Linked DNA regions of Sus scrofa: region 1 is linked to region 2. A link is a contact called in public Hi-C data. All regions are on one chromosome and are shown on one strand. The core of a region is the stretch at or near the end of the contact, and the rest is flanking DNA. Distances in the headings are between cores, read along the strand shown.

Evidence for each region. Hi-C and Micro-C count contacts between places; a contact is called where the count stands out from the background.
Region 1: a Hi-C map of skeletal muscle shows a contact between it and region 2, with 7 times the contacts expected there. The contact joins two enhancer-like sites. A contact is called at or near these places in 10 of 47 Hi-C or Micro-C datasets (alveolar macrophages, embryonic fibroblasts, fetal liver and 5 more) and 2 of 2 datasets of contacts at active chromatin or transcription factors (alveolar macrophages and skeletal muscle).

The regions. Positions count from the first base shown.
Region 1 is chr14:28,506,947-28,510,946 of Sscrofa11.1, reverse strand. No RefSeq gene overlaps it. Among named protein-coding and RNA genes, the nearest start is that of NCOR2, 130 kb to the left of the region's middle. Within about 2 kb of position 1,711, at least 32 of the 83 cell types and tissues checked have an H3K27ac peak or open chromatin away from gene starts, as enhancers often do. A contact at or near this core is called in alveolar macrophages, retroperitoneal adipose tissue and skeletal muscle, where this site is marked.
Region 2 is chr14:28,401,233-28,405,500 of Sscrofa11.1, reverse strand. No RefSeq gene overlaps it. Among named protein-coding and RNA genes, the nearest start is that of SCARB1, 100 kb to the right of the region's middle. Within about 2 kb of position 2,065, at least 26 of the 83 cell types and tissues checked have an H3K27ac peak or open chromatin away from gene starts, as enhancers often do. A contact at or near this core is called in alveolar macrophages, retroperitoneal adipose tissue and skeletal muscle, where this site is marked.

The sequences.
Region 1 (4,000 bases), core at 462-2,961, 110 kb before region 2:
TATCATAAATACTGAGCAATAGAACTCTTATAAACAAAAGCTCTTTAGCTGGGGTCCTTGATAATTTTTAAGTATCACAGGGTCTGGAGGCCAAAAAGCTTGAGAACTGCTCCCTAAACTATGGTCTAACTTTGCTCCTTAAATTAAAATGGCTAACGGTTACATAGCACTTTTTATGTGCCAAGCATCTGTCTAGACATTTTGCATAGATATTTTTACATAGACACATACACAGATATTCATTGACTAGCACAGCAATCCCCTGAGGTGGGTTCTAGTTGCTCTATTTCACAGATGGGGAAACGGGGCAGGAGGAGGGAGGTGCTCTGAGAGAGGAAGTCCCCTGCCTGAGGTTGAGGGGGTGGGGGCGGGGATGGAGGAGACTTGAACCTGGGAGGCTGGAGACTTAACCACTGGTGCGTGCTGCCCCTGGGGAAGCCACATACCCCCACCCCTGCCACCAGGACCACCCAAGCTGGTCCAGAAGAGGCTGAGATTCAGAGTCAAAACCCCAGGGCTCACTGGCTGGATTTCCCACCATCTAAAGCAGAATAGAGCCCTACATGGGGTACCCCAAACCCAGGCCTACTGAGATTACCTGCTCCAAAGGAGGCATGGCCACCCCCCTCCACACTCCCCTCTAGCCACAGTGGCCTTTTCGAAGTTCCTTGTGTACACTGAAGAGCTTCCGCCTCAGGGCCTTTGCACTTGCTGTTCCTTCTAGCAGGCATGCCTTTCCTCCACAGTAGGGGAACTTCATCTCATTCACGCCTAATGCGTCTGCCTTCCCTGGTGTGAAAGAGTAGCAGCACTCATCCCACCCCTATCCCTCTCCACCCCCTTTCCCATTTTTTATTACCTATTACCACATGACTTATATTACCTATGCACTGCTTTAGGTTTTAACGTCTGGGCCATATGAAGAAGCAAGCACAATGACAGGTTCCGATGCTATTGAATGAGCAAAGGATTGGAACAGAAAAGTCATGCCAGGCTTAAGGGGCGGCCACTCCTTTCCTGCCCCAGCCTGGGCTGATCGTGGCTATGCTTGATGGCAAAGGCTCGCCAGATTTTTCGATTTTTCAAAAAAAGCTGCACATCCAGATTTTGATGGAGACCCTCCTGGTTTTTTTTTTTTTTTTTTTTTTTTTTTCTTTTTTTTTAATATGCTAGCGACTTATTCAAATTACCAAAATTAAAAAACAGCTTGGTGAGCTAGACCTTATGTAGATAAACGCAGTCAAGTTTGGCAAAGAGGGCTCCCCTCCCTCTGTAAGGGGAAGTGACATTTGAGCAAGGCTGGAGAGCTTGATAGGCGAAACTTAGGCCAAGTGGGGGGGTGAGGGTGGGGAATAGGAACCTGGGTGAGGGGGCTAGGAGCTGTCCCCATCCTGTGGACGGGCCCACACCCCTCACCCCTCTCTTTGGAAGTACCCCCACCTACCCACCCCTGGTCCCAGCTGGCTGTGATCCATGCGCTTGAAGCATATGCGTGGAGTGTTTTGAGAAAGGAACACACAATACACAGCAAATAAGGCTGCTTCTCCGTCTGGCCCGGACACGGCCCGCACTCCGCCAGATGGTCCCCCATCCGCCTCCCCAGCTGAGGCCCGGGCTTTGTGAGGCTCCAGTAGATCCTCTTCTCCATCCCGCAAGAGGCGCCTGGGAACCTCTCTCTCCCCCGGGCGCCTGGGAGGATTTTTCTTGGCCTGCAGACAGGAAGGCTGATTCAGCTGGGAACCTTCTGGATTTATAACCCCCACCACTTCATCCCCTGGTGACCCGGAGCCCCAGTGTGCTGGCGTTTATTGCTAATTGTTTTCAGACAGATGGCATGGCCCAGAGTCTAATTCCCCGGGCTAGGGGCGGGGATGCTGGGGGAGGAGGCCATGCCCTTGACCGCTTACATTCTTGAAGAAAATGTTCTGGGTTGGAGAGGTGGGGGTGGGGCGATGGGCAGTGACAACGGTGAGGGCTTACAGAAGGGAAGCGGCAGGGCTTTGGGAAGGGAACAGGGGAGCGGGAGACTTTGAAAGGATGGAGTTGGCGCTGGAGTTCAAAAGGCTGATAAAGCTGGGAAGAGAATGGCCCTTCTCCAGGAAGTCCTCCTGGATTGAAGTCTGGGTGGCAGGCAGAATTCCTTTTTTGGAGTTGGATTTAGGGATGGAAGGAAGTAGGGGATTTGTTGGGAGGGTGGAAGACCAGCCCACCACCCAATGAGCAGCTCTTATATTTTAATATGATTGCAATGTAATTCCAGGGCTTATAGATTCATCTCTTTTTTTTTTTCCCCCTCTTTTGGCTGCACCCATGGCTTATGGACGTTCCCAGGCCAAGGACTGACTCGAAGTCACAACTGTGACCTACACCTCATCTGTGGCAATGCCAGAGCCTTAACCCACTGCACCATAGGGGGAACTCCCAGAGTCCTCTTCATTTTACTGGATTCCATGATGCCAGGCGTGAATGAAGATGCCAAATTACAAGTAAGAAAAAGAAGACGGCCCCTGAGAAAGTAAGTGACTAGCCTGAGGCCTCACAGTCAGTCCCTAAAAATTTACCAAGCACCCTCTGTGCACTTGCTGGGGACACAACGCACAGCAGAGGGCAAGACCAACAAACTCCCTGTGTTCACAGTATCTAGGCTTGTGAAAGCAGGCAGACATTAATTCCCAAAGGAGTAAGCTCAAAAATGATAAGGACTAGAAAGAGATAAAATAGGGAGACAGGAAAAGTCAGGGACTTTAGGCCAGGGAGGGCTTCTTGGATGAAGCAACTTAGAACTGAAACTTCAGGATGATGTAGGACCTGGACAAGCCTACACACAGGTGCTCAGCAGCTCAGCATATTCCACATAGACAAAACGTTCCCTGCTCCAGCAATTTCAAGAGCTGACTCTCATTGGGCCATTTCAGGTCAGATGGCCATCCCTGAGCCAATCACTGTGGTCAAGGGAATGCCCTCTAGAGACTGGCCAGCCTTAGGGCCTGCGGTGTGGAACTTCTTCTTCTCATGGGCTGAAATTGGGAGAGAGATGGTCCCCAAAGGAAAACGGAGATGCAAAAGCCAGAATGAGGAGGAAAGGATGCTGGGGAAGCCAAAGCAAGCATGCCCACTGCAGAGTTGGAGGGGGACGTCATCTGAGTGCCTCCCACTCAGTCACTGGCCATGTCAATGCCAAGAGACTCTGCAAGGCACATAGACAATGGCACCTAGCAGAGCCTATGCAAGCCCCTGCTGTGTAGTGGCCCCTCCCCCCAGAAGGTGAGCTATAGAGGCAGGGCATGGGCTGTAGAAGCATTCACAGGTTGTGGCTGCCTTTGTCATCCGGCCTTGCAGTGGGACCTCCTCTCTTTATTCATTCAGTAAATATTCACTCCCCATCTATTTGGTGCCAGGCACTGAACTCAGCCCTGGATATATAACCACAAATGAAACAAACAAACAAAAAATCCTTTCCTTGGAGTTCAATCCCTGGCCTCAGTCAGGGGGTTAAGGATCCGGTGTTGCTGGAAGCTGTGGCATAGTTCACAGATACGGCTCGTTGCTGTGGCTATGGCATAGGCCAGCTGATACAGCTCTGATTCAACCCCTGGCCTGGGAACTTACATATGCAGCAGGTGCAGTCTGAAAAAGGAAAAAAAAATCCTTGCCTTCAGGGCACTTCCACTCTCCATAGTAGACAATAAATAAAATAAATAAGGGAAATGTAAGGCATGTGCATGATAAATGCTATGAAAGAAAATAATGAAGCAGGGAAGATGTGAGGGAGCATGAGGGTTGGGTATAATTTTATTTTTATTTTTATTATTTATTTATTTATTTATTTTTGTCTTTTTGCTATTTCTTGGGCTGCTCCCGCGGCATATGGAGATTCCCAGGCTAGGGGTTGAATCAGAGCTGCAGCCGCCAGCCTATGCCAGAGCCACAGCAATACAGGATCCGAGCCACGTGTGCCACCTACACCACAGCTCACGGCAATGCCGGATCCTCAGCCCAC
Region 2 (4,268 bases), core at 816-3,315:
GAAGATTTGGCGTACAGACTACTAATGGCAACCACATTGGTATTTTTATTATGCTCATTTTTACAGATGAGGATGTTGTGGCCCAGAGAGGTTAAGTGACTTGCCCAAGATCACAGAGCTAGTAAATAGCAGAGCTGGGATTCAAACCCAGCTCTGTCTGACTCTAGAAACTAGTGTCTCAGCTGTTGCTATTTATAATCCCCAAAGTATGATCTGTTTAACTTTGTTTGTTCACAAGTTAAACACATTCAGTGAATTGGGCTGATGCAAGACACCCACCGAAACACCTCCAGAAAGGGGTGGATCGCCACAGTCACGTATTCTTAAATTACACAAGTCACAAGCAAAGGCAAATACTGCTCAGAAAACAAACAGACGAAGTCCTGTTCACGACATGTTTGGTTTGGCCCACAGAGTATTTTATTTAATTGGAACATGTTGCCAATAATTGAAAATCAGGAGATTTCACGTTTTAAAAAAACAGCTTCCCTTGAAACTTTTAAAAAGAAAAATGGAAAGACCTGGCAACAATAGCCTGCATTCCCATAAGGCAGTCAGTCAGCGTGACTGCAGACAAAGCCAGGTTCTCAGATGACAGAAAGGCAGCCTGCGTTGGAGTCTAGAGGGAGGGGTGTCATTAGCCCAGAGCCCAACACACAAAATGCCACTCTCTTGAACTACAGATGTAACAGCCTCACTTTCACACTTTAACATAATTTCATTGCAGTCTTTGCAATAACGAGTGTCAACTGTGTGCCTTTAAAAGTGTAGAAAAGATGCCGCTTTGGAGAGTGAAAGCATCACTGTCCCCAGCCACACCCACTAGGTCTCTAGCTAAGCTTTGGGCAGATAAAACCTTCCCCCACTAGCTACCCTACCACTCAAAGGAGAAATACCTGGCCTTCTGAGCAAATTTACATGCTGCTTAGCTCCAAGGGCATTTGAACTCACCTCCCCTGATATACACATAACCACTTAAAGCCGGTTTTAGGCACTAGGATATCTGCCAGTGATTCGCAGGGGAGAATGCCCATGCTGTATTTGACAGCGACACCTTCTGGTAGTGTCCGGTTTTACAGCTCAGCTCTACCAGACCTTGGAAATACTTCAATAAACCACGTCCTGAATGTTTGGGTTCCTTCCAGGAGTACTTTGTGACCCATTTGAAAGTCTTTTCAAACTATTTTTCATCTTGAGGTGCATAAAATGTCCTTTACAATCCTCATGAGAAACTGTGAAATCAATGGGGCAGGAATTAGAACTCCTGCTGGAGGTGTTCCCGCTGGGGCTCAGCAGGTTAAGAACCTGACATATCATATATGAGGATATGGGTTGGACCCTGGCCTCACTCAGTGGGTTAAGGATTTGGCATTGCCACAAGCTGTGGCATAGGTCACAGGTGTGGCTCAGATCCAGAGTTGCTGTGGCAGTCACAGTTCTGATTCAACCCATAGATTGGGAACTTCCATGTGCCACAGGTGCAGCCGTAAAAAAATAAATAAGTACATACATACATACATAAATACGTAAATAAATGAATTCATGGTTTAAAAAAAAAAAAACTCCTGTCGGACAGAGAGGGGTACATGCACAGAGAGGCACAAGTGACTTGCCTGAAGGATACAGCATGGCCAGGCCTCTTCCGCAAATGGCTCTAGGTTCCAAACCCTGCCGTCTACCTAATCTCTGAGCCTGATATCATGGGAGAAACCACGTCCTTCCCCCAAACAGATGCTGCTGCCTCAGCCAGAGCCCACAAGGCTGAGCATACCCTGAGCAGGGCCAGAGATCCGTGTCTCTTCTGGAAGTTCCCGTCCCCTAAAATGGAAGAAATTCCAGCAGCCCGGGGAAGAGCAGATGGGGCGGGCCACGGACCCAGACGGAAGAGCCCAGAGACCAGAAGAATGTTCCACAGTTCTGAGAGCCTGCCATGGTCCCAGCCACCACGCGAACGCCTTCCAGACCACACTGTTTCAACCCATCTGCTGAGATGTTTTCCCTGGGGGAGTGGAAGTTGCATTTCGTAATGGAAGTCGGGGAGGTGCATGAGATCTAGTTTGCAGAAAAGTGCATCGTGGCTAATATTGCTCAAACATCTGTCACTTGAAGTGAAAAACAAACATCTCCATCTCGAAGCTCCCCCCACCCCCACTTTCCTCTTCAACCCAGAAGTTTGCAGCAGCTCAGGCTTCATGACGAATGGACCCAGGAGATCTGGAAACACTTCTGAGTCCAGATTCCAAGACACTGCCATTTGGCCTTCGCCCTCAGGACAGACACGCCTGGAACCCTCAGGAGCTGGCACTTGAGCCCTCAGAGGGGAAAGTCAGAGAAAGGGCCCCCACCCTCACTGAAGCAGCAGACCTTAGCCATCCCTCTGGCAAACATCCAGGGAGGCTTCCTGGATCTCTCTTGCCCTCTCTTTGGGGTTTTGTTGTGGGTGGGAGGGAGCCAAGCACTATTTTTAGAAATGGTTATTCGGACTGCTCTTCTTCCCCTCCCATTCGCAACCTCTCTGGAATGAGCCTGGAGGGTCCCCTGCTGGGGGCTTATCTGGGAGACGCTGGGCACGTGCCTGGCATGCAGAGCCTCTTTGTGGATGGAGTTGGGCTTGCGCTGGGGGTTGGAATGAGTCTTTCAATCTCAGGTTCTCCAGAAGCAGCACCCATTTGTACCTGTGGTTGGAAATGATGTTCCTCGAAGCTGGTTTTCCTAGCTTGATTCCAGAAGGGATACTAGAGATGAGGTCTCTGGCGGCTAGTGACAGAAACCATTTCCCAGAATTCCCTGGTGATGCAGGGGGTTAAGGGTCTGGTGTTGTCACTGCTGTGACTTGGGTCACTGCTGTGGTGCAGGTTTGATCCCTGGCCCGGGAACTTCCACATGCTGAGGACATGGCCAAAAAAAACAAAAAAACAAAAAAAAAAACAGTGACAGGTCTTGGTTAACTGAACCACAAGAGATGTTCAGACAGTAGCTGAGAACACATGCCTTGGACCTGGCCATTGAGACTCAAATCCGGACTCTGACACCTGCCAGTCATTAAGTCCTTGGACTTTTACTCTACCTCGGAGCCTGTTTCCTCATGGGTAAAATGAGGACAGCGATGATAAGGCATTTACCTGGGTTATGAGGACAATGAGAGGAGCTCATATCAAGGGTTGAAAACAGGAGTTTCTGTCACGGCTCAGTGGGTTAAGAACCTGACATAGCGTCCAAGAGGATGCAGGTTTAATCCCCGGCCTCACTTAGTGGGTTAAGAATCTGGCGTTGCTGCCAGCTTCACCATAGGTCACAGATGTGGCTCAGATGTTGCTGTGGCTGTGGTGTAGGCTGGCGGCTGCAGCTCTAATTTGACCCCTAAGCTGGAAACTTCCATATGCCGCAGGTGCAGCCATAGAGAAAGAAAGAAAAAAGAAAGAAAGGAAAGAAAGAAAGAAAGACAGACAGACAGACTATACCCTGAGCAAGTAAGACAATATATTTTTAAAATATTTTTTTGAGGAGTTCCCGTCGTGGCACAGTGGTTAACGAATCCGACTAGGATCCATGAGGTTGCAGGTTCGATCCTTGGCCTTGCTCAGTGGGTTAACGATCCGGCGTTGCCGTGAGCTGTGGTGTAGGTTGCAGACGCGGCTCGGATTCCGCGTTGCTGTGGCTCTGGCGTAGGCCAGTGGCTACAGCTCTGATTTGACCCCTGGCCTGGGAACCTCCATATGCTGCGGGAGCGGCCCAAGAAATAGCAAAAAGACAAAAAAAAAAAAAAATATATTTTTTTGAAAAGAAAGAAAACAGTGTAGAAATCACTCAATAAATGTCAGCATGGCCCAAGAAATAACAACAACAACAAAAAAGACAAAAAAAAAAAAAAAAAAAAAAAAAAAAAAAGTTGGAGTTCCCGTCGTGGCGCAGTGGTTAACGAATCCGACTAGGAACCATGAGGTTGCGGGTTCGATCCCTGCCCTTGCTCAGTGGGTTAAGGATCTGGCGTTGCCGTGAGCTGTGGTGTAGGTTGCAGACGCGGCTCGGATCCCGCGTTGCTGTGGTTCTGGCGTAGGCCGGTGGCTACAGCTCCGATTCAACCCCTAGCCTGGGAACCTCCATATGCCGCGGGAGCGGCCCAAGAAATAACAACAACAACAAAAAAGACAAAAAAAAAAAAAAAAAAAAAAAAAAAAAAAAAAAAAAAAAAAAAAAAAAAAAAAAAAAAAAAAAAAATAAATGTCAGCAACAACCAGCTTTAGGAGAAGAACTGGTTCACCAGGGCC